Regions from separate parts of the Drosophila melanogaster genome. Here all the other regions are linked to region 2. A link is a contact called in public Hi-C data. All regions are on one chromosome and are shown on one strand. The core of a region is the stretch at or near the end of the contact, and the rest is flanking DNA. Distances in the headings are between cores, read along the strand shown.

Evidence for each region. Hi-C and Micro-C count contacts between places; a contact is called where the count stands out from the background.
Region 1: a contact with region 2 is called in a Hi-C map of the Kc167 cell line, with 2.6 times the contacts expected there. The contact joins the promoter of Parg here to the promoter of AstA-R1 in region 2. A contact is called at or near these places in 26 of 107 Hi-C or Micro-C datasets (the D17-c3 cell line, the Kc167 cell line, the ML-DmBG3-c2 cell line and 13 more) and 2 of 6 datasets of contacts at active chromatin or transcription factors (both in the Kc167 cell line).
Region 3: a Hi-C map of the Kc167 cell line shows a contact between it and region 2, with 3 times the contacts expected there. The contact joins the enhancer-like site here to the promoter of AstA-R1 in region 2. A contact is called at or near these places in 24 of 107 Hi-C or Micro-C datasets (the Clone 8 cell line, the Kc167 cell line, the ML-DmBG3-c2 cell line and 8 more).

What each region holds. Positions count from the first base shown.
Region 1 is chrX:3,670,108-3,673,631 of dm6, reverse strand. It overlaps Parg (Poly(ADP-ribose) glycohydrolase), which reads left to right and starts at 2,130. Exons shown (of 2, transcript NM_057973.4): 1 at 2,130-2,977; 2 at 3,045-3,524. The coding sequence starts at 2,265. It overlaps Mnt (Mnt,), which reads right to left and starts at 1,831. Exons shown (of 9, transcript NM_001169180.1): 1 at 1,593-1,831.
Region 2 is chrX:3,573,002-3,576,417 of dm6, reverse strand. AstA-R1 (Allatostatin A receptor 1) reads right to left here and starts at 1,882. Exons shown (of 10, transcript NM_166982.2): 1 at 1,498-1,882. It overlaps CG2875, which reads left to right and starts at 2,796. Exons shown (of 4, transcript NM_001272290.1): 1 at 2,796-3,050; 2 at 3,118-3,416. The coding sequence starts at 2,913.
Region 3 is chrX:3,648,337-3,651,943 of dm6, reverse strand. The region is part of intron 2 of AstA-R1 (Allatostatin A receptor 1); the gene reads right to left. Among named protein-coding and RNA genes, the nearest start is that of Ilp7, 17 kb to the left of the region's middle. Within about 2 kb of position 1,968, at least 8 of the 39 cell types and tissues checked have an H3K27ac peak or open chromatin away from gene starts, as enhancers often do. A contact at or near this core is called in the Kc167 cell line, where this site is marked.

The sequences.
Region 1 (3,524 bases), core at 881-3,380, 97 kb before region 2:
TTATCATTTCAGTTTTGTTTTTTATTGCATACAACTGAAGCCTCCCCCAATCAAAAGCAAGTCAATGCGAATAAATATACTTATAGATTAAGGCGTTTAACAAAATAAATAACTTCTAGATCCATTTGCAGATGTTTTTATTCGATCTTTTAAGCCCAAACATTTCAAACAATTCGGGATCACATGATATAATTCGACTTTCGCACATAAATATGTGTACAGTGATCACTCGTAAAAAGAACTCATTGATGTTATTCTATACATACATATATTATTATATTTTATGCTTATTCCATACTTTATTCTTCATACAATACAATCTGCCTACCATATAATTTATGGTAACATTGCTTTAATTATGTGTGAAGTGCATCAGAATTCGGATACAAAAATGAATTATTTCTTTAAAATCTGTATATTAATTAATAAAGAACAGAAATTTCCACAAATATGTAAATTGAATTTTCAAATTGGTTTGGTTCCCTCGTTTTGTTTAATTTCTGAAACTGACTCATGGAAGTGCAGTCTTCTGCTTCTTTCAGCTGTTGATTAGTATAAGTTCATGCTTTTGAGGTGACCTTGAAAAGTTTACTAACATCGCGTTTTCGTCGCTCGCTTTTTCCAAGCGATTATTCGGCTCTATGCATTTTTGTTGTTGCTTGTTTTTTTTGCCAACCCCCGAAACGCCACCCCCGATTATTCCTAGTATTTTCGCTGACGCAAATGAGAAAAGAGAAAGCTCTACATGTACAGTGCAGACTCCCATTGCGTTAAAGTTCATCAACGAAATCTAAATGCTCGGGATTTACACCTTTTTCTGAAAATTTATTTAGTAAAATAAATTTCACTTAATATCTGGTCTCTTTCTCTCTCTATCTCTTTATGTGAAAATCGATCGTTTAACTTATTGAGAGTTGACAGTACTTTTTTCGAGTATTTCTAGGTTATGGTCAAGGCGAAATCTAAGCAAATTTGAAGGCTACGCTCAGGTACGAAGAGCGATGAAGAGAAACGCCTCTTCTTTGTAGAATTCTACTGATAATTCGATTTTTGTTTTTGTGTTTTTTTTTTTTGCTTCTCCTTGCAAAGCTTTTTCGTTTGTTTACGCAAAAAGGAGAGAAAGAGATGGTGCAAACAAATTTCGCGGAGAGATAAAGGTGTGTTGAACTTTAGCAAAAGTACATTTCATAAATTATATTTATTTTGGTTTTTAGCTAGCTGTGAATTTGCTTTTGCGTTTTCCTCAGATGCAAGTGTGTGTGCAAATTATGTATGACCTTTTTTGTATTGTTTTTGCGACGCTTTCAAAACAAACAACTGCGCTCTCTCTCTCTCCCTCTCTCGCTCTCTTGTGTCCATTCTCAGAGTCTTTGCACGTGTATGCAGCGGTTTCTCTTCCTCTTTTCAACACGTAAGCTTGAGCAAAATACCACAATCACATAAATATATACATAGGTGCGAGTGACAGTGCCACATTAAGGGTTAAAAACTGAAAAAATTTGATTTGACCACTGACGTCAACGAAATAACATTTTCTTGCCAAACGTGATTATAAAAACATAAAACAGCAATTACTTTCCGCCGCTTCTTACCTTTTTGAGTATTAAATACATTTATAAAAGTTTCGCAGACGCCTTTAACTTGATTTTCCTTGGTAATATGCACTATTATTTTTACCGCACGAAGGACAGGAAAAAATCCTTTCACTTAACGTAAAACTTGGCGCTCGTTATGATAGTTTTACACTTTAAAAAAAAATTAGAGAAAATAGTTGACAAATTGCTGGAAGATTTGTTTTTTTTTTCTTTTTGTTTGTTGTTGTTCCTTCGGCGGTTATATTTGCAATTCGCATTGCAACGGACACAGTGTTGGTATTTCTCGTGCTGGTATTTAAATACTAGCGACAATGAGAGGTAAAATACCACATGTAATGGTCACACTTTCGCCCGCCGAATTCAAGGCAATGCAATTTTGAATTTGTTATTGATTCATTCTCAAACGAATACCAACATATATTTGAATATATTTCGATATATAAACGCTTCAATTCACTACGCTTCAATCGAAGTGTGTGGTATTTATAAAGTGCGATATTCATCACAGCTATCGCTCATCCCCAAAACACCGGTATGCAAGAATTCAGGTCACACTTGATTTTTCCGATATTCCAAAAGGTTTACCAATCTACGGCAAATCGCCGCAGAGCAAGTGCATCCGTGCTGACCAATCGACTCGGCAAGGCTTTGTGCTTAAACTGCGCCAGGATGTCGAAGTCGCCGGATGGCGGGATTTCCGAAATAGAAACGGAGGAGGAGCCGGAAAATCTGGCGAACTCCCTAGATGATTCGTGGCGTGGAGTTTCCATGGAGGCTATACATCGTAATCGGCAGCCTTTCGAATTGGAGAATTTGCCACCAGTGACTGCCGGCAATCTCCACCGGGTTATGTACCAGCTGCCAATTCGTGAAACACCGCCACGCCCCTACAAATCACCGGGAAAGTGGGACTCCGAGCATGTGCGTCTGCCCTGTGCGCCCGAGTCGAAATATCCGAGGGAGAATCCGGATGGCAGCACCACCATCGATTTTCGCTGGGAAATGATCGAACGAGCCCTTCTGCAGCCCATAAAGACGTGTGAGGAACTGCAGGCGGCGATAATATCATATAATACCACCTATAGGGATCAGTGGCACTTTCGTGCCCTTCATCAACTTCTCGACGAGGAACTGGACGAGAGCGAAACACGGGTTTTCTTCGAGGATCTATTGCCGCGCATTATCCGATTGGCATTGCGGCTACCGGACTTGATTCAATCGCCAGTTCCGCTGCTCAAGCACCACAAGAACGCCTCATTGAGCCTGAGCCAACAGCAGATCTCCTGCCTGTTGGCCAATGCCTTCCTGTGCACCTTTCCCCGGAGAAACACCCTCAAGAGGAAGTCCGAGTACAGCACTTTTCCAGACATCAACTTTAACAGGTGAGCGTCCACCAGATTCGTATATCTTCAGTCGAAGTATGTTAAATATATTCGATTCCATCAAAAGGCTTTACCAATCGACGGGACCGGCAGTTCTGGAGAAGCTTAAATGCATTATGCACTATTTTCGTCGCGTGTGTCCCACAGAGCGGGATGCCAGCAATGTGCCCACCGGTGTGGTAACCTTTGTTCGTCGGAGCGGATTGCCGGAACATCTGATCGACTGGAGCCAAAGTGCGGCGCCGTTGGGTGATGTGCCATTGCACGTGGATGCCGAGGGAACAATCGAGGATGAGGGCATTGGACTGCTGCAAGTAGACTTTGCCAACAAATATTTGGGTGGCGGTGTCTTGGGACATGGCTGCGTTCAGGAGGAGATACGCTTTGTTATCTGTCCGGAGCTATTGGTGGGTAAACTCTTTACGGAGTGTCTGCGACCATTCGAGGCCCTGGTGATGTTGGGCGCCGAAAGGTATAGTAACTATACGGGATATGCCGGAAGCTTCGAGTGGTCCGGCAACTTTGAGGATTCAACGCCAAGAGATAG
Region 2 (3,416 bases), core at 633-3,132:
CTTTTCCTTAGCTTTTCACCAACCCCACCCCCCTCCACACTGCGCCTTGTGACTATGCGTTTTGGTATTTTTACTGCTGCGTTCCCATTTGCAAGACAGAGAATTTTGAGTTGCTTTTTCATTTTTAATGCCACATCTTGGTCGCTTGGACAATGTTTGCTAGAAGATGGAGCGGGGCGGGGCTAAGGATGCTGAGGGGGCTGTGGGGGCGCGGCGGGACTTCAGGACTTGTGTGCCTTGTCCTTGCCTGCAGCGTTAAATTCTTGTTAAAATATTATGAACAACTTTTTGCACCATTCCTTTTAATGCTTTAAAAGGAATCCCGGCCAAAGAAATCTCGACCCCTAGGCCTTTTGGATTTTTTCGAATTTTGTTTGGTTGCCATGGTGGTTGGTCAAGTGGCAAAATATAGCTTTAAATGATACCACATCAATGTTCTTTTGTAACTTTTATCAATTTGTAAAATAAATATAATAATTTTGTCTGCTTCTCCAACGGAATTAAAATCTATTTGTGTGCATTGATATTGATATGTTTTTCAAATAAATATTTCAGAGGAATTCACACCATACGCCAGATATTTTTTAAAAGATCTCCTTAAAGAGTTTTCCAGTGCAATTAAGCAAATTTCTTTAGGGGAGACAGTTGAAGTGCGCAATTATTTCAGTTGATTTCACCTGAATTGACGCGACTGCCGTTTGCTTTGTGCCAGGTCCTTAACCAAAACACTTAATGGCGACCGCCCGCCCATGCATTCAGTACCTGCTGCTCAAGGACCCCGATTTCACCCACGCCAACGATTCACGGCCATGTCGCACCTAATTAGGCCAATTAAATTTAGCTGCAAATTACACACGTTAAATGTGTAAATTAGGGGGGGTGGGGTTTCCAACTGAAATTGAAATTAAATGCATGTCGCATGTGAGGCGCCTCGCATCGCAACGCATCGCGTGCTAAAGCCAGATAGCCTGGATACCTGGATTTTGATTTGGATTTGATTTTGGTTTCGGTTTAAACGGATGCACTGACCGCGCCCGTCAGCCAAGGGATACTTAATTCGCTGGCAAAGTGGCAAGTGCAATGGTGTCACGACAACAATTGGATTAATTCCCGCGAGTTAGTCATTAAAGTGCGTAAAGTGAAATTCTATGCACATGACCTTTTTCAAGTCCATTTGTACACTTGACTAAGATTTAATAACAATATTAAAACTCAAATATTTTGTATTTAAATCTGGCACGCCAATCTGTGTCCCTTTTTCTGTTTTTTATTTATTTTTTTGAGAATCTTTTTGGGTCTCATCAATCAAATGACAAACAAAAGCCGCTGGACTAGTGAATTTAAACTGTCGCCGGATGTAGAGGTTCATTAAAGGAAAACAAGGGGAAAAGGTGCAAAAATCCCAAGCCTCTTTTGGAGAAAAGTCTCACTTTCGAAGTTGGTTTTAATTCAATTACCGGCTTCTTGACTCAATTTCCGCCGCCAGTAGCAACTCACCTGATTTGACTGCTCGAAATCGCTGGACAGTGGTAAACTCAAAAAAGAAATCAAAAAAAAAAAAAAAAAAAACCAATGGAAAGGTAGGAAAACTTGGGCACAAAAAATACGGCACGGTTTTTGCATTCACTTAAAAACTTGTTGAAGTAATTTGTTTCCCTCTGCTTGTTTATATTTTAGGCAAACATTCTTGTTTATATTTCATAGAGCACATAAAAAAAAATCAAGAACAATTGTGAATTGTTTTTTTTTTTTTAATGTACAATACAATTTTAAACTTGGATTTTCCCGGATTTTTAGAAATGCTATCCTTAGCCCGATTTCGTAGGATCCTTTCTAGTCCGCCACACAACCGTCGGTCAGGACATTCGCCAGCGAACTACGCGCCATCCAAATCGAAACAGTCGCAAGTGGGCGCAAAACCAAAACACAGGACGAAGTCACAGCCGAAGGACCCGAAGGATGCGCGACTCGAGTTGAGCGTTTTCGAACGTGGCCGCCTACGACAAAAAAACTCAGCATATTTTAGAATCTTTATTTTATTATTTCATGAAATATTACAGTACTCGCAATCACAACAACAAAAAGAGTTGGGATTTTATTATTTATAAATTTTATTTTTAAATGAAAACAATTATGGAATCAGCATGTCAACATGTTCAAATATTATAAACAATTTTTAAGATAAGAATGCACTAATATGGCTAATATATTTTTGCCTTAAAATATAAAAATTGAAGTATAAACAAAATTTATTTAAAACATTTATTTATAATTAATTATATGTTTTTTCCATATGCGGAATTTGAAATTAGATTCACTTCAAGTTAATTTTCAGTGTTCCCAACGAAATCGAAAAGAACGCAACAGGCGCGCATGCAAATTCCCAAAGGAGCAACAAAATATTTGTAAACAAAGCGGCTTCGTTTGAGAGACGAAAGCGAATTTGAGCGCAAAAGCGCTGAGTGAGACTCAAACTTGAGTGAATTTCGTTGTGAATGAAAACGTTTGCAAAGAAGTATTGTTTTAAATTAATATCGCAGCTGAATTAGTTAAATACACAAAAAATATTTATCTTTCGAGAACTTACATTAAATAAAATTCACAGTTATGTTTAATATGTTTATTATTATAAATATGTTTATTTCTTAAATTTTATTTTCCGCTTGGCGCCCTAGTGATGGTATTTTTTGAACTGCCAGCGCGTGCAAAATATCGATAGGCCCAAGCGTGGTATATGACCAACTCTGGGTTGTAACTAAAAAATACCACACAAAAATCTGGTTTAAAAATACCTTCTGTTTAGCGTTCTCCGCTGATCTGGCAACTCTGTGGAAGCACGCGGCATAAATTCATCTTATTTTTGTTTGTTGCGCATAATTAATATGTTTTAGCGTACATTTGCCAAACCGAAAATGAAACCCTTAACTGTGAAAGTGAACGATGACACCGGCAAGTCTTTGGCTAAGAAGAAGCTGCAGTCCAAGGCCAATTCCCTGCTAAATGCCGAGCAAGTGGACATCAAAACGCTCAAGGGATTCGTACAATTGCTGGTAAGTTTAACAAATTAATAATTAACTTAATGAGTTAAATGAAATTATTATTATCTGCACGCAGAAGAATACGCCCGATAATATGCCAGCTGGCGAGGTGATGAATACACTCGAGGTGATATTCAAGAATCTGCTAAAACGAAAGGCAATCGACGGCACCGAAAAGCAGGGTCTCAAAATCAAAAAACTGTACGAGGAAACTTGGTTGCTTCTCATCGAGAATCTACTGGTTGACTCGCAGTGTTCGGTTGCTGTAAAAGTGTGCATGCAGCTCATCAAAGTGGAGGCCAAGCATCCCATAGCACCCAACAAGGGTTGGCCCACCTACTGGATTCGCGGCATGCTGGAAACCCTAATAAATAGCGA
Region 3 (3,607 bases), core at 719-3,218, 75 kb before region 2:
CAGGTGTTGAATCAGAGTTGTACACTTTGGTTTTAATTATTTGTATATCTTAATTTGCTTCAGCAATCAAATTGTGGTCTATTAATTAATTTTAAGATACATTCCTATCACTTACCACACAAAGTGTCAACCATAACTAAGTACCTATCAAAACACATTAATAATCCAATCAAATGCACCTGACTTCCTGAGTTCATTAAAATTGAATTGAACAGCCGTAGGGCAATAAATTCGAATGTCATTCAAATTCAAGAGCCTCACGCTATCGAGCAAATGCTCCTTTAGATAATCTTCTTCTTATATTCTTTAATTTCTAAATATTATTCGAGCTGGGATAAGCTGTAATATTTTTTTGCCATATTTAATTTGTTTTGCACCACAACCATAATATTATATTATATACATAGATATGTACATATATGTATATCAGGTAAATCATCTGTATAGATTGGACAGACACTCGTTTAACAATGCCATTTCACCCTTCAAATTGACGACAATACATGGTAGCAGCATGAAATTGTACATCAATATCGTGAGCTCATCATTATGATTGACAAACAAATGTGAATCAGTCAACTCGACAAGCAGTCAATCATCGTGCACGGTAAACTTTTGCAACGCAGTAATAAATTTTAAAACTGACAACTGTCAGTTATATAAAATATTTTTGAAATCATTTTACTATAGAATGCGAAAACCCTTTGAATATCCCATTTACTTAACAATATATTTAAAGTAAGTTCGTTTTCTTTTGTTTTCGGTTTCTTTATTTCTTTGTCGCCATTTCTATTTTATAATATATACCAACATCTCGTCTTGAGCGGCGCAGCATTGTTGGATTATTGATGGGATTTGCATCAGTCAGCGGGCGAATAAAAAACCTATGGCCACTTGCCAGGGGCCAAAAAGCCCAAGGACACTTGGGCATGGGTATAAGACGAGCATGAGCACAAGGATGAGGATGCGGATGAGGATGAGGATGAGGGCTGTGGGATCTGGGGACTACCTGGCCATATGGTGCGGCCATCATGGGCGCATATGTGTTGACAAGAGTGCGCCACAAGTGTGTGCGAACGATGGAGACATAGAAGGGTCGAAAAGGGCCTAAAAATGGGGGTCGAAACGGGGGGGGGGGGGGTTGGGTTTAGGACAAAAGAATGTATGCGCAGGAATGCACACAAAAGTGCCGGCAAATAAAACTAAAGAAGGGTGTTCCCAAAACTGAAAGAGTCCTTTTACGATTTTTAAACTTTGTGTATTCAATCAATGATTGCATGATTTTCACTTAATAATTTGTTGTTCAGCTTGCAATTTTTAAATATTAAAATGTAAAATGTCCAGATTTCATTTCCAAACGTTATCGCAAGCCGGAAAGTCCTGTCCTTATGCATATCCTGTGTGGGAAGACAGCGAAGCTCTGGTATTTTATACCTGTTCAGCTGCCTTTGTTCAGCAAGCCAAACGGGTTTTGGGGTCCTAAGCAGTGCATGTATTCCGGTATTCAGTGGGTATCTTCCCATTTGCCAAGTCCTTCGATACAGTTGTGGTCATGAAAATAGTACTATTCTAAAGCGAAAGTTTAACAATCTATACTCGAATGATTTTCGAAAGAACACAGCAGCACACAACAGCAATATAAGAAAAATTTGTGTACTACTTGTTTGCGCAATGCTGTGGCATGTATGTGTGTGTGTATTCGCACACATTCGAGTGAGTTAGTGTGTGTGTGTGTGTGTGTGTGTGTGCCAGGCCCCGGCAGACATTGCATTGAAAAGTAAAACAATAAAATTGTACATGGCCCATAAAAAAGCATAAATATGACGAATGTACGGAGAGTGGAAGCGAGATAGACGGAGCAAGTGAGTGGGACAGCGGGTCCCATCCACCCACGCACAATTGCCTCTGTGTGTGTGTGCGTGTGTGTATGTTTGTGTGTGGCTCACTTGGGCATTGTTTGTCTGTCTGTCTCTCTGTCTGTTTGTCTGTGTGCGGCCGTGTTTGTGTTTGTACTGCCCGCTTTTAGGCAGTTCGCTCAATGCTGGTTATAAATTTTATCACTATCAACGCTGGATAATAAATTCGTACGCCTTGTGGATTTGTGTAAATTTACCCAACGCACACACACACACACACACACGCACCCACACACGCATGTGACCATATGCCTCTTAAATGCTTCTTTCATTGCATACTTTTGTGCGTACGTTTTTACGGGGCTTCACACTAAAATACTCGCATGTGCTTCCTTAAATTGCAACTACGTGCAGGCTGCAACATATTTTGGTTTTTTTTTTAATATGATTCCTGAAGGAGACATGCAAGCCCCTCAAAAGTTTGAGCCTTGGCCAGAAAGAAAAGTACTCGGCATTTTTTCGATAATAAAGTGTTTGAAGCATAGACTCAGGTGTATCCTTCGCATCAGGACTCATCCGGTGCACATGTTTGGCTGCTTTTATGGTCGAATATTTTGCGAAAAATAAGCAACAAAAAGGAAATTGTAGCTGAGAGGACGAAGTAAAACATAACTGGCTTGGTAGTAGGCCAAAATTACTCTGCATATAACAGGAATAATCCAAATCATTAAGTTTTCCATTTAATGGATTTGAAAAATCTATATTGATGCTATTAATTGAAGTCGATTTCGAACTTATTTCGCAGAACTTTCTGGGCGGCCAATCATGTTTTCAGTTTCTAATCATGTGTGGCAATGCAAGCAATTTGTTCTTGTTGCACCATGAACCAATCGAGAATTCCCCTAGCCGTGTTTACATGCAAATATGCATGGTGGAAATCCAGAGAATGGTAAATACATTTTCCTGCGAAAAGCCATAATAACAATGGCAAAAGTGCAAACAATTTATGCCCGGCGTCCTTGGCGTGGCCTTCACGGATTCACAGGATGTCGGTATGGATGCAGGTGTATAAGGTTTTCTCGTTTTCTCAACTCCCTCTTAACGCCAACTCATCCATTCTATCTGCAACCCTTTCGGTTATATATCCCACGAAATTGTATTACGCCCTCATTTAAGTTGATTTTGCGGTTCCATCTGTCGAAAAAGGATGCCAGGCGAAAAAAAAAACAAAAAAAAAAGGGGGAAACTGTGTCGAATGAGAAACATGTTTTGGGTTTGGGACCAAATCAAATTTGCCAGCTCCGTCAGGACAACAGAAAAAAAAACACACAGGTATTGTTGGCTACGATGGAAGTTATTTCAACTAGCACATGCTCTACCTTTTTTTAGTTTCAATGAAAAAGTGATTTGAAAGTGTATATAAATGCAAAGAAATTAAATTTCGAGTTTGTTTTTTAGCTGCAAGCATTTCAAGCCAAAAAAATTGTGAAAAACTTGAGCTGTTTTTCTTCAAAAGTCTTTTCAAAACTTTGTTGCTCCATCCGAAATCCTATTAACTTTGCATACCGCTCCTGTGGCCGGAAAACGTAGTGGATATCGGTGAGACAGGATTATCGTTACGGGGACTGAGTCACGTTCCTGTTCGTCTAGGCAATTACAATTTTATAACTGAATTTGTGGGCCCCTTCAACTGGCTTGCACATTCGCCACTGGGCTGGATTTATTTTGGCAAATGGTAGACCAAAAAACGC